Linked DNA regions of Mus musculus: region 2 is linked to region 1. A link is a contact called in public promoter capture Hi-C data. All regions are on one chromosome and are shown on one strand. The core of a region is the stretch at or near the end of the contact, and the rest is flanking DNA. Distances in the headings are between cores, read along the strand shown.

The links. Capture Hi-C pulls out chosen DNA fragments and counts their contacts.
Region 2: a promoter capture Hi-C map of adipose tissue shows a contact between it and region 1, with 5 times the contacts expected there. The contact joins the promoter of Atrip-trex1 here to the promoter of Rrp9 in region 1. A contact is called at or near these places in 2 of 39 promoter capture datasets (liver and pre-B cells) and 2 of 9 other capture datasets (adipose tissue and liver).

The regions. Positions count from the first base shown.
Region 1 is chr9:106,472,912-106,480,376 of GRCm38.p6, reverse strand. It overlaps Rrp9 (RRP9, small subunit (SSU) processome component, homolog (yeast)), which reads right to left and starts at 3,068. Exons shown (of 15, transcript NM_145620.4): 1 at 2,943-3,068; 2 at 2,624-2,706. The coding sequence starts at 3,029. Parp3 (poly (ADP-ribose) polymerase family, member 3) reads left to right here and starts at 3,428. Exons shown (of 11, transcript NM_145619.3): 1 at 3,428-3,884; 2 at 4,395-4,578; 3 at 5,229-5,354; 4 at 5,509-5,697; 5 at 5,857-5,980; 6 at 6,093-6,319; 7 at 6,544-6,696; 8 at 6,858-6,944; 9 at 7,171-7,348. The coding sequence starts at 4,402.
Region 2 is chr9:109,069,312-109,076,207 of GRCm38.p6, reverse strand. Atrip-trex1 (Atrip-Trex1 readthrough) reads left to right here and starts at 2,111. Exons shown (of 14, transcript NR_153412.1): 1 at 2,111-2,549; 2 at 3,471-3,601; 3 at 4,320-4,490; 4 at 6,811-6,896. It overlaps Atrip (ATR interacting protein), which reads left to right and starts at 2,084. Exons shown (of 13, transcript NM_172774.3): 1 at 2,084-2,453; 2 at 3,471-3,601; 3 at 4,320-4,490; 4 at 6,811-6,896. The coding sequence starts at 2,204.

The sequences.
Region 1 (7,465 bases), core at 1,819-4,318:
AAGAATCCTTGAGGCCCTGGCTCAACAGCCAGTCCAGGGAAGAGGGGAGGAGGGAAGGGGAAGAAGAGGAGGTGAAGAGGAGGTACCAGGATTTATGGTGACAAATGAAGACATTGCCCTGGGTATGGCTCAGTGACAGAGCGAGGTCCTGAACTCAGTCACCATGCTCTAGAAAACCGCACTGTCAAGCCAGGCACGGTGGCACACCTAAAATCCTAGAATTTGGAAGGCGAAGACAAGGAGACTGCCACAAGTTCAAGGTCAGCCTGAGCTAGAATAAGACAATCTCTACAAGTCCCAGCTAAGAAGACATGGTCAGGTACATAGTAACAGAGAACTGGTCCTGTCCTTCTACTGAGCTTCCCAAGCTAAGGGACAAAGGCACAAGGCACAGGGCGCTGCAAACAGGGAACCCAGCATGCAGAACAGAGAACGCAGATGCCAGGATGACAACCACTCCAAGACACAGACATATTGGGGTACCCTAGGCTTGCTGCCCTGCACCCTCCTTGTACCCCGAGGACTAGGTTCCAAGTGAATCCTAAGTAGTACTGACTAAACCACGTGTGATGGAATTTCTTGCTGTCCCTTCTAGGCCCCAGTGTCCGTGAGCCAGCTCAGGACACTCCCTTCACTCACAGACAGGTCCAGCTTAGACCTGTTTCTGGGAGCTTAGGTAGGTGTTTCGAACTCTCAGCCAGCAGACCAAGACAGCTGCACCCCTAATCACAAGCCTGCAGACATCCCATCAGCTACCTGCTGTCGCCCAGCACCCTGCCCAGGACTTCCTCCAGAAGGGACTTTAAAACCCATCAGGAATAGCAGTGTCCTGGGGCATGTCCCAGCACTTGAGGGCAGAGGCAGGCAGGTCTCTCTGAGTTTGAGGCCAGCTTGGTCTACATAGCGAGTTCCAGGGCAGCCAGAGTTACAAAGTCCCTGCCTAAAAGAACAGAACAAAAAACCATGTCTCAGGAAAGTCAAGGCCAGACCTTGGCCCAGAGTTATGTCCTTTCTGAGTGCATCCAAACCAATCAGTCTCTTACTTCAGGGCCCACACACAGAAAAGCAGACTAGAGTTAGAGGTGTGGCGGCTCAGCAGGTAAAGACACTTGATGCTGAGACCTTATAAACGGCATTTAGCAATTCTGCTTTTTTGTTTTGTTTTGTTTTGTTTCCCAAGACATATTTTCGCCACGTAGCCCAGGCTGGCCTCAAACTCACAGATCTGTCTGCCTCTGCCTCCTAGGTACTGAGGAATTAAAGGTGTGCGCCACCACGCCCAGCACCACTTTTTGTTTAAAAAAAAAATCCCTTTTGAAAGAAAAGCTGTTTCAACCCTGAATTTAAGGTGTGTACGCATTTATTTTTACTTTCACCCAAGTTAGATCAGCAGAAGAAAACTGAGTGGTGCTTCTGTAGTTATCACATTTATTTCGTGACACAAGTTAAAAGACTTAAGAGGTGGTAAAGAATGGGCTGGAAAAAAATGGCTCATCGGCTAAGAACTCCTGCTGTTCTTACAGCGACCCTGGGTTCAGTCCCAGCACCCCTCAGGTGGCTCGCTCGCAACCCCCTGATGTGACAGTTCCAGGGGCTCCAATGTCCTCGGTCTCCCATGGGCATCAGCATGTACACACACACACATAAATAAATAAATAAATAAATAAATAAATACCCAAAGTGTTTAGCACAGGTCCTGGAGGCAGAAGCAGGCAATGTCTTTGAGGTTAAGGCCAGCCTGATCTATACAGGTTGTTCCAGGACAGCCATGGCTACGTGGAAAAACCTTGCCAAAAAAAAAAAAAAAAAGCTGAGCAAATTAAGGCACCACATATTCACTTTTAGAAGCAGAACTGATAGCCAGGTCTGTAATCCTGGCACTCGGGAGGCAGAAGCAGGCAGATCTCTTAAGTTCACGGCTACCCTGGCCTGTACCTATCACCTGCCGGTTTATCCTTTCTTCCTTCCACCCTGGCACACTAATACCCCAGATTTGTCTCTGGTCCCTGAACCTCTTCCCTACCGCTCCAGGACACTCCTCGTCTCTCCAGGCTCAACTTTTTAAAAGGCTTCTTCTGTTCTCACAACACATGTCTCCAAGATACACACCTGCAGACACTGACACGGCCTCTCTCCACTTGCCTGCTCACCCGTGTTCGCAACAGTGAAACAAGACCCTAATGTTAGGAAGGCTACATATGTGACAGTACAAAGCTGAAGCCTAGGATCATTCGAACCCAGGAGATCAAGGCCACCTTGGGCAAAACAACAGAGACCTCATCTCAAAAAGGTGCCCAAGGACACCAGTCGTTGTGGTACTGTGTGAAGATGGAATTAAGAACAGGAGGATGTGTTCTGTACCGTTCTCTCCTTGCCTCTCAATCAATCCAGACCTGTGCCTGCCTCCATGTCATAAAGCGAAAAAAGGTCCCAAGCTCTCCCTCCCACAGGAGCCCAGCGTCTTCCCCATAGACACATCAGAGATAAACGACGATATCTCACTGCCGGAAACTGGAGGGTAGACCCAGGATCTCGAGCCAAACACCCAGCTCTGTTGCCAGTCGCACTGAGTCTTCTAGTCACCACGAGCCTCCGTTTATCCTTCCTCCCGGTAAAAACTCACCTCTCGCTCTCAGAATCGCTGGAAATCTCTTCATTCATTTTGCCGCCACCCTTGGACTTGCCCCTGTCCGCAGCAGAGTCTACCTGGAAATCAAACGATCCTCTCTTGGTCACGAGGCCCAGGACTGAGAGAGGCAAGTAGCACCTGGCCCTGGCCAAGTAGAAGGTTTCCCAGGATTTGGTGGATAGAAGAAAAGAGATGTAGGCTTCCTTCTGACGGAGCCCTTGGCAAAGATACTTGCCCCGATGGGGGCCCTGGGATGGAACGATGGCTCTCCCAGGAGCTAGATCGGTCGCGCCCAAGAGTACACCATGCTCACCTTTCGCCGCCGCTTGCCGGCCACCGGAGCCGCCCCGGGCCCGGGAGCTGGCTTTGCCCGCTTACGAGTTGCCACGGCGGTCGACATACTGTTCAAGGTGCCGCTACCCCGAAGAACTCACATGGCTGCTAAACCCCAGCCGCATGGCAAGACCCGGAGCCCTGATAGGTTCCCACGGCGCAGCGGGCCCCACCTTCCGCAGCTCCATTGGGCCCTTGAGAAGATCCTGCCACGCCCCCAAACGTCTATTGGACCGACGCAGCTGGACACGCCTTCAAGAGCTCCTATAGGCTCCGGCGCCAGCCTGGAGTAGGAAGCAAGTCTCTCTTGCGATTTCCGGCCTGGGCCTGTGGCGCTTGCGCTCTGCTAACGCCTGACTAGCAGGGAGGGGTGGGGCCAGGAGGGCATGCGGTGCTTGCGTCTTATGGCCACAAGGTGGAGCCAGAGGTGCGGGGTTCTGTGATTTTTCCGCTGGAACAGCGATTGAAGCTAATACAACCAGACTCTAAAACTTAAGGAATGGAATTCAGGCAGCTCTGGAGAGGAGACAGCATCCGAACCCAGAGCCAAAATCACCGGGCAAATAATGGATATATGCTGTATGTGCCTAGTCAAAGCTGCATGAGGGGCCAGTCAGTCCGAGCGGCTTTGGATACGTCTACATTACTGTCATTTCATCTCTGGGACTGGCCACCAACCTCAGCCTACCCAGCCTCTGACTCACCCCACTAGCGGCCAAAAGCTGGAATTCTACACCACCCCCAAGCTCTTTCCCCTCCTCACGTGATTGCTGGGAAATCCCTACCAAAAACTAGCTGAAGGCTCACGAAGGGTCGCTAGATGGGATCCCAGACTTGGAACTTGTTTCTTAGGAGGCACATTCAGCATTCCTGATACCGGGCTGGATAACAGCCACCTCTTCCAGGGTCCTGTTTCATTTGGGTGAGTGTCCTTTGGCCCTGCCCTAGAGTCCTCTGCAGGGCAGGGAAGGGTGAGGTTAAAGTGGCTCTTGCTCTCTCTGGCACTTGAAAGCCTGAAACTTTGGCTGGCACCCCAGAACTCAGGACTGTTAGCAAAAGGCTACACCACTTGGTCCTAAGCTCTAGAGAGGTAGATCCAGCTGCAGAAGGGCAACTTATAGGGTCCTTCCCCTGTAGCTCAGATGATTCAGCCCAGCAACCTAGCCAGATGACTGACAGGAGGAGGAAATGTTCTAGAAGGGGAAGGGCCCCAGCGTGGGTGGGGTGAGCCGGCTTTCACTTTTTCTGCTGCCTCGGGGAACACCTCGAGCCAACTGCTTCCTAACTCCAGGGTGGGCAGAACTGACGGGCTCTAAGCTTCTGCATCTCTGAGGTACAAAGTGCAGGTTTGGAGATGGGGATATGTAAACCAAGGAGTAGGAGGCCAGCCTCCTAAAGGGCAAATCTGAACGCTCCCTACCTCTTGCCCCAGGAGAACCATGGCTCCAAAACGAAAGGCCTCTGTGCAGACTGAGGGCTCCAAGAAGCGGCGACAAGGGACAGAGGAGGAGGACAGCTTCCGGTCCACTGCCGAGGCTCTCAGAGCAGCACCTGCTGATAATCGGGTCATCCGTGTGGACCCCTCATGTCCATTCAGCCGGAACCCCGGGATACAGGTGAGCTGAAGCCATGTTCAGACCGCAGCCTTTTTGTTTGTTTGTTTTTGTTTGCTTGTTTTGTTGTGTTGTTGTTTTTCAAGACAGGGTTTCTCTGTATGGCCCTGGCTGTCCTGGAACTCATTTTGTAGACCAGGCTGGCCTCTGGCCTCGAATTCAGAAATCCGCCTGTCTCTGTCTCCCAAGTGCTGGGATTAAAGGCGTGGGCCACCACCGCCTGGCAGACCACAGCCTTCTTTCTCCTCCTTGGGTTCTCTGTTCTAGCCAGGGATTGCGTACCTGTCTTCTGAAGACTGCCAAGGTGGGCTGTTATTCCATTGGGTCAAGGTGTACCATGTCTGACCATCAGACACTAGGGTGCATCACACTCAAGGAAGGGGCCTGACTCAATTTCCCCCGGGACCCTCTTCCGTGTTCCCTCAAACTGAGCCCTCAGGGCAGAGCCAGGTCTTTTTTCAGATTCCCCCACCCAGGAAGCAGCTGCATCCTCTCCAAATTCCCAAGCCCACAGCAGGGCTTCATCACATCCAGTCAGACTGTGACCCTGCCCCCCAAGGGCAGAGACACCCAAGTGCCAAAGACAAGGCCCCCCCCATGATGTTCCCTGGTGTACACACCCAGCCCACGCCCCACGGACTCACCCTACACAGGTCCACGAGGACTATGACTGTACCCTGAACCAGACCAACATCGGCAACAACAACAACAAGTTCTATATTATCCAACTGCTGGAGGAGGGTAGTCGCTTCTTCTGCTGGAATCGCTGGGGCCGCGTGGTGAGCGAGCCATCGCCCGGGCTGCCCTCCCCCATCCCCCCTCCCCCCCTTGGGCATCCAAAGAGCTGGCTTCGTCTGCAGCTGTTTGGAGGGCCCAGCCCAGAGACCAGCAAATCTTGCTGGTGGACACACCCCTGAAAGTTGTCCCTTGCAGGGAGAGGTGGGCCAGAGCAAGATGAACCACTTCACCTGCCTGGAAGATGCAAAGAAGGACTTTAAGAAGAAATTTTGGGAGAAGACTAAAAACAAATGGGAGGAGCGGGACCGTTTTGTGGCCCAGCCCAACAAGTACACACTTATAGAAGTCCAGGGAGAAGCAGAGAGCCAAGAGGCTGTAGTGAAGGTGATGGGGCAGCAGGGGGCAGCAGGGGGTAGAGGGGAGGGACTGCCTGCCAGCCCATCCTCCAGTCCCATCCTCCCTCTCTGGTCTCAGCCGAGGCCCTGCTCCCTGTGTGGGCATTCTGCCTAATGGCTGCTGCCCGAGCAGGCCTTATCTCCCCAGGTGTACAGCGGCCCTGTGAGGACCGTGGTCAAGCCCTGCTCCCTAGACCCTGCCACCCAGAACCTTATCACCAACATCTTCAGCAAAGAGATGTTCAAGAATGCAATGACCCTCATGAACCTGGGTGAGGAGGAGCTCTCTGCAGGGTGGCAGCTACCCCTGACCCCCACCCCCACCCCCACCCCCACCCCTGATCTCAGGGGCTACAGGGCTCAGCTCGTCCCTTCATCCCCCAGATGTGAAGAAGATGCCCTTGGGAAAGCTGACCAAGCAGCAGATTGCCCGTGGCTTCGAGGCCTTGGAAGCTCTAGAGGAGGCCATGAAAAACCCCACAGGGGATGGCCAGAGCCTGGAAGAGCTCTCCTCCTGCTTCTACACTGTCATCCCACACAACTTCGGCCGCAGCCGACCCCCGCCCATCAACTCCCCTGATGTGCTTCAGGCCAAGAAGGACATGCTGCTGGTGAGGGCTGGCCAGCCCAGAGAATACCAGGCAGCCTGGGCAAAGAGGAGAGGGGCACATGGCCACGTGGTCCAGAGGGACAGGCTGAGAGCCAAGAGAGGAGAGAGCTGGACAGAGAGATGGGGAGGAGATGGAATAGGCAGTGGGGTGTCTGTCACATGGGAGGGGCTGGGGCAGAAGTGGAAGCCCACAGGGCAGACAAGGTCCAGTGCCCGTTATCTTAGGTGCTAGCGGACATCGAGTTGGCGCAGACCTTGCAGGCAGCCCCTGGGGAGGAGGAGGAGAAAGTGGAAGAGGTGCCACACCCACTGGATCGAGACTACCAGCTCCTCAGGTGCCAGCTTCAACTGCTGGACTCCGGGGAGTCCGAGTACAAGGTGAACTCTGAACACCTGCCCTGGAGGTACCCTGGGAGCCCCTGGCTTGCAGCATTCCCTCCCATGTGCCCTGACCCAAGGAGCGCTCTGGAGCAGGAAGACCACAAGGACACTAGTCCACAAGTCTCCCACCTTTGGCCACTGGCCTTTCTTCTCCACAGGCAATACAGACCTACCTGAAACAGACTGGCAACAGCTACAGGTGCCCAGACCTGCGGCATGTTTGGAAAGTGAACCGAGAAGGGGAGGTGAGGGAGAGTCAGCCCCTGTATCACCACCCTGTCCCTTGGGGGTGGTGGGGAGCATTTACTTATCCGCCCCTTGCTAAGCTGGTTTAACAACCTTGACCAGTTTCCAGGTCAAGCGTATGCCAGGGACCCATGGGGCCCTAGGCATCGGTCACCCAAGAAGAGGGAGGAACACCTGAACCCTCTCGAGGCATGTTGCTGCCATTTTCTACCTTCCCCCACTCAGGGAGACAGGTTCCAGGCCCACTCCAAACTGGGCAATCGGAGGCTGCTGTGGCACGGCACCAATGTGGCCGTGGTGGCTGCCATCCTCACCAGTGGGCTCCGAATCATGCCACACTCGGGTGGTCGTGTTGGCAAGGGTATTTATTTTGCCTCTGAGAACAGCAAGTCAGCTGGCTATGGTGAGGCACCCCTGGGTGAAAACCTGGGTGGGGATGGGGGCTCCCCAAGACAGAGACTGAGCGCTTTACTGACACAGTGAGGTGTCCCAGGGCTCCGGGACTCTGAAGAAGCACCTG
Region 2 (6,896 bases), core at 862-3,361, 2.6 Mb before region 1:
ATTTACTGAGACACCTAGTTGAGAGGCACGGGACTTCTGACTTGCCTTCTAGGCTATCCATACAACTGGGAACAATAGTATGCTTTCCCTAAGAATATTATCTTCTTTCATGAGACAGGCTCTCACTAAATTGCTCATGGTGACATTGATTTAGTTTAGGGCCAGCCAGGCCTTGAATTTGTGATGTCCCTGCCTAAAGTTCCTGAGTAGCTGGAGTTACAGGCCTGCACCATGAAGACCAGCTAGCATACCTGTAAACTCAGCACTCAGGCAGCTGATGCAGGAGAATTGAAATTTTAAAACACTGGGTTGGGGACTAGAGAAATGGTTCAGTAGTTAATAGCACTCACTGCTCTTCTAGGGGTTCTGGGTTCAATTCCCAACACCCATATGATGGCTCACTGTAATTCCAGTTCCAAAGGAGCTGATGCCCTCTTCTGGCCTCAGATCTACATGGAAGCAAAACACCCAAATATAAAACAAACAAATCAGCTTGCTTTGGTCATCTCCAAAAAGCATCTTCTTTGGGCTTAAAGCCCATAGGGCCTTGTCAGCTGGCACCTAGCCCGGTGCTGCTGAAAATACTTATCAGCAGTCATAGCCTCCTGCCCCCAAAACTTCTCGTTTATTTGGTAGAACGTAATCCCTCCTGACAATGTCCTGTTTCCAGAACCAAAGATCGTAGCTATTACAACCTGGGCAATCAGCCACGCCTGGTAGCCCACACTCACAATTCTAGCACTTTAGAGACTGAGACAGGATTAGAAGTTTGAGGCCATCTCAAAAACAAAAAACAAAAACAAAACAAACAAACAAAAACTCATGTCTATAATCCCAGCACTCAGCGGGAGGAAGGACATTCTGGAGTTCTGGGCCAGCTTTGGTTATATGTCTTGACATATAACCAAAGGGGGTGGGGGGCTGCTGGGAGACTTGAACATTCAACATTATGTTGGGCAGCTATGGGAAAACTACCAGCAGCTGAATCAAGAAACTAAGGCAGTTCTAAGTGATGCAATGCCTTCTGACCACTGTAGGCACCAGGCATACATGCATGTGATGCACATACATACATGAAGGTAAAACACACATAAAAAATAATGAGGCAGGGGTGGGGTGGGGGTGGGTTGGCAGGCCTAAGGCATTCTAAGCCTGAGCGCTCTCCTTTCCGCCCAACGCCTCAGCAAACATTGGTAGGTTCACAAACTAAGTCTGGCATTGAGCAAACGGAGTAGAAAAGTCTTGATCTTGTTGCCTTCCAATGCTAATCCGCCATTTCTGGTATCTGTTCTGCCCACCACTTCAGCTCATAAAAGCCAGTCATACACCCAAGCCCAACTCAAATCATTGCTCCTCCATGAAGTCTGTCGCAAAGAGGAGGCATCCACCTGGCATCCTTGTCGAAGATGAATTTTTCTCAGAAACATCATGCGTCTGCCTCCTAACCCATTTTTCTTGCTATTTCCCCCTCAATCTGTTGGGTAATTCAAGGACCACTCCCAGCGAGCCTTCCTTGACCTCTTGAGCTTCATTGTCTCTACGCAACCAGCGCTCAGGACATAAAGACTCTCCAAGAAATAAATGGAAGTTAACAGTTGGAGCAGTTCCGAATAGGCACGCCGTTCTCGAGACCATCCTTCCCAGCCTTTTTTTTTTTTTTTTTTTCTCAAATATACATACTTGAAACATTTGTTATCCTGGAAGATCTCTGCTTCCAGGAAGAAAAGCATTCCTTCTCCTCCCCAAGTCTGCTCTTCCCAGCCTCCTCCCTAAAAGAGTCTCTGGACATGAGAGAGGTGGGTCAGCCGCGAGGAGTGAGGTCAGGGAGAGCTGACCCCTGAACGCTGCCTGCTTCTCTAGGGCTCTGTATTCTACACAGTGCCACGGGGAACCGCCTCAGGTGTGGTCGGGCAGACGCTCCTCGATCTCGCAACCGGGATAATCCTGACAGCACTGTAGTACCCTGGCATCACCGGGGACCCCTTCGTACTGAGCCCAGACACGCAGGAGCCTGTCCCGGGTAACGGCGCGCTCTGTACACGTCACCCATCTGTGCCCGGTAGCTGGCAGCTGATTGGCCCGCAGGCTGGGGAGACGCTGGAAGGCGAGGGGAACGGCGGCGCGCGGGCGGTTGGGCCAGCTCAGGCTTTCTGTGGACAAGGCTGTGCTTGGCGTCTTCGGATGCTGCGGGTTGAAGGTAGTCATGGCCGGGACCCCCGCACCGAACAGCCACAGGAAACAGAGTGGCGGCCTGGAGCCTTTCCCCGGTCTGTCTCGATCCATTGAGAACCCTCCGAGCAAGCGGGCCCGGAGCTTCTCTGAGACCACAGTCCCGGACCCCGAAGACCCATTCGGTGAGCACGCGGAATTTACTGCGGACGACCTAGAGGAACTCGACATCCTCGCGTCACAGGCCCTGAGCCAGTGTCCCGTCGCGCCTCGGAACCTGTCCAGTGAGTGCCTGAGGGGCCTTTTCCCCCGGCGGGTGGTGCAGACCTCTGATTTGGCGGTGAGACATCCAGAATGTTAAATGGCCTCCCATTTAGATGGTATGCACCCCATTGTAACCCTTGGGCAGAAGAGCATTAGAAGGCGTCTGACAGAGGCAAGAGATGAAAGAGAGTCTTACACAAAAATGCCAGTTGCCCAAAGGTTAGGCATGGCAAACAGGCAATGGGCAAGAAATGCCAAAGCTGCTTTTCTTCTTAGAGCTTACACTCTTGGGGAATAAGTTAAGTGTCAGGAGGGTTTGATGGGCACCTTGCGAATGTACTTAGCACTTACAGCATCTGAAAAATAGGATTATCCCTGGAAATGTGGCTGGCCCTCCATCTCTCCAGCAATATTGCATGGAAAACCAGGCATTGGAAAACACTCATTGCTGACCAGCTGTCATATGCGGCAGTGGTTAGACGCAACTTTCCACGAAATGGCACAAAGCAATGCTGCCTCCCCCTTCCTTGGCCCTACATCACCCGGTACTCTACCTTACTCCATCCCTGGAGCCCCACCTCCCCCTGGAATGTATCCATTTGGTTCACCATCAGTCTTTAAAACCAGCAGATCCTATGCCTAACATGTTGTAGTAAATAGTAGTTATGGTAGAGTCACAGCCAGTGCAATCTCTGTTCAGCTATGAGCTGAGAGTCTAGAAAGTGGGTGAGGTATAAAGCGAGAGAATTCAGATATGCTATGCCATAAGGATTCTTTATGTGTTTATACCATGCTCGGAGCTGTTACCTGGGTCTTTCTCAACTTGGCTTTCAAGAGTGACTCCTTCTGCATTTTATGACAAAGGTGGATACATACTGAGCCCCGCAGTATACATGGGATTATTTTTTCCAGACAGGTTCTCGATCTCTAGCAAGGCTAGCCTTGAATTTGAGATCCCCATAGCTCTACTTCACAAGTGTTGGGATTGCAGTTCTGTGCCACCATGCTCAACCTAAGGGCAACTACTTTTTATACAGGTGCTCATAAGGTCCGCCGATTAGATGGGTTACCAAATAGTCCTATAAGGAAAAGCAGAGAAGATATTCCAGTTAAAGATAATTTTGAATTAGAAGTACTTCAGATACAATACAAAGAACTTAAAGAAAAGGTATGTGACTTTTGGGTTGTTTGTTTGTGTTTTGTTTTGCCTGTTTGGTTGTAATGCTGAGAATTGAACTCAGGACTTTACCTTCACACATGCTATACACAGACACTCTACTGTTAGGCTATCCTTCCAGCCCTAACTTATTGTATTTGCAGCTAATTCATTCATTTTGGTATTAAAAAGCATGTGTAAAATATATAAAAACTATAAAACAAACATCTAGATTTATTCCTCTGAAATGAAAGAAGGTTGGGGAAAGAATGCCTGAAATTTTATTTACCCTGTGTATATCCCTGAGCCTATATAAGTTTATATGCACTGCATGCATACAGGTGCCCATGAGGTCAGGGGTGCTGGGTCCTCTGGAATCAACACAACTGGTGTGAGCCACCTCATATGGGTAATGGGAACGGAACCTGGGTCCTCTGTAAGAGCAGTGAGTGCCCTTAGCTGCTAAGCCATCTCTCTAGCCTCTACAGCTTAGGTCTTTATCTGAGGAACATGTCATCTTAGCGGTTGATATTTGTTAGTTTTGCAGGCTCTCATACATCTTTCACCTGGCCATCTGTAGGTGCCTAAGAAAGCCAGAAATCCAACATGGGGTTTTAGTCTGTGGAGGGTATGAGCCGTAATGTTAAAGCTGAAAGAATCTGTGTGTAAGTGGTGAATGGATTCTGAAACTGTTCTTGCTGAATATCTGTTGACTGGGCGTAATTTACAGCTGAAAGCAATGGAAGAAGAAATCCTAATTAAGAATGGAGAAATTAAAATTTTGCGTGACTCTCTGCGTCAGACAGAATCCGTTCTAGAAGAACAGAAAAGATCACATTTCCTTCTTGAGCAAGAAAAGACTCAAGCACTCAGTGAAAAGGAAAAGGAATTCTCCAGAAAGGTGAGCCAGAGCATTTGTGTCACGCGCTGGGGACAGTAGTGTCACCTGTCCATCCACTGACTGACATTAGAAGGAGCAGCCAAGGCCAGGCATGCTGACATATGCCTTTAACCTCAAGAGGCAGAGGCAGGTGGATCTCTGTGAGCTCTAGGCCAGCGTAGACTACACAGTGAATTCCAGGCCAGTCAAGTGAGAAACTTTCTCTAAAAAATAAACAAAATAGAAACAATAAACAATGTTGCCTGGAAACATTCACCCATTGTTTAAGTACTCGCTGCCCTTAGTGAATAGCATGTATCTTTCTTCCAGGGTCTGCATTTGTTTTGGAAAAAGACTGAGATGAAACTCTGCTTTGCTGTGGTCCTGATTCTTGGCAGGAACAAATCACTAGCTTAGAACTTCTAGGATAGGCTTGAATTCGAGCTCCTTGGTAAGTCAGAAAGTCAGTTGCTTCTGCTTAGCCAGAAGGAAATATATTAGCTGCCACATCAAAGTCTAGGAATTTAGGAACATAGTAGGGCTTCAGATGATGTAAACCAGAAATCTCAGATTCACTGTTATGAAACCTGTTGCTCTATCAGCAGAGGTTCTGACTAGATAGACTCATACATTTATTTTTTTCTTTTTTTTAAAAAAAGATTTATTTATTTATTATACATGTAAGTACACTGTAGCTACCTCAGACACCCTAGAAGAGGGCGTCAGATCTCATTACAGATGGTTGTGAGCCACCATGTGGTTGCTGGGATTTGAACTCAGGACCTTCAGTAGAGCAGTCAGTGCTCTTGACTGCTGAGCCATCTCTCCAGCCCAATACTCATACATTTTAAAACTCCAGAGCACAGTTAAGACTTGGGCTTCCTCAGTTGGGCATAAATTGGGAGGCTGGTACATCAAGGTTACCATAGGTCCAAGGCCAGCCTGGGCTATATAGTAAGATCCTTTTTCAAAAAGCCAAATGAAAGATAAGATAACGTCATCTCAGACCTAAAATTTTTAAAGAAGCAGACTATTTCCAGACCAGTTCTAAAACCAGAGATGATAAGTCTCATTTAAGTCACAGTCAGAGGTAGGGAAGGGAGATCGTGTTCAAAGAAAACTGCTAGGTACCAGTCTCTGTCACCACTGTCCTTGGAGCGTGTTGATGCTTGAGTCAGGGGTCTGTCCTGCACCCCCTTTCCAGTGTAGGGAGCCATGGGCAGAAGCTTCAGTGTCTGCCTCCATGACCTCTTCCAGCAGCTTTACATGCACACACCCTTCCTTGTAACCACCACCGAAGAAAGCCTGTTGGGAAGCCCAAACGGGTCTTTTTGTTGTTTTGTTTGTTTGTTTGTTTTGTTTCCTGATCTGGTGATACAGCCCAGGCTGGCCCGAAAGTCACTCCGTAGCCGAGGATGTTCTTAAAGTTCTCAGTCTCCTGCTTCTGCCTCCTGAATGCTGCCTTGGCGGGCATAACTGCTGCCATGCCCTGCATATTCAGTGCTGGGGATGGACCCTAGGCAAACCCCTTTCATCTGAGCCTCTCTTCCTTTTCCTCCTTCTGCTCTCCTGGTACATGCATCACTTACTCTATTTCCTAACTTACTTAAGATGTTTTGCCCACTTATGACCCTCTTTCTAGTTTCCTGACACACAAACACACCAATCACAGCACGCACTGACACACAGGTTTTGATAAAGCCTCCAGATGATCTGCTCAGGCTTCCAAGAAGACCTAGAATCTCTGTGCCACCAAGTACTTCACGGATGATACGAGCAGCCACACCCTGTGAGAGCTGAAGAGGATTGAGAGTTTGGCAGCAGTTTGGGGAGCAGAGCATGGGGTGGGGGTGGGGGACCCACGAAGCATGTTATTGCTGAGATAAGGTGTCCCACCAGCTCTGTACAGCCGTCACTTTTTCTCCCTCAGTCCCAGCCAAGTCAGTAAAGCTAAACAGGTAATGGGCTGGTTTTTGAATCCTCGTAAACTGCTTCCACAGTAGAATCTGCTACATCTTTCTAGAGTATTTTTTCAAGGGAACAGTGGCTAATATTTGAGGACATTTATGTCACAGCAGACTTTGATAATGCATTTTTCATTGTTTTCCTTTATTAGCTTGAAGTTTGGAAGCTGAGGGATTTATTATTGATTTTTTTTTTTCTTTTTCTTTTTGAGGCAGACTCTCACTCTGTAACCCTGGCAGCCTCAGAACTCAATATGTGGAATGGCAGAGATTCCCCACGCCTGCCTTTGCTTCCTGAGTGTTAAAGGTGTGCACCACCACAGGCAGTTTTTGTGCATGTGTATTATAGCGCTACCACAAATGTCTTTGACTTTCAGCTCCAATCACTGCAGTCTGAACTGCAGTTTAAAGACGCAGAAATGAATGAGTTAAGGACAAAGTCTCAGAGCAACGGACGAACAAA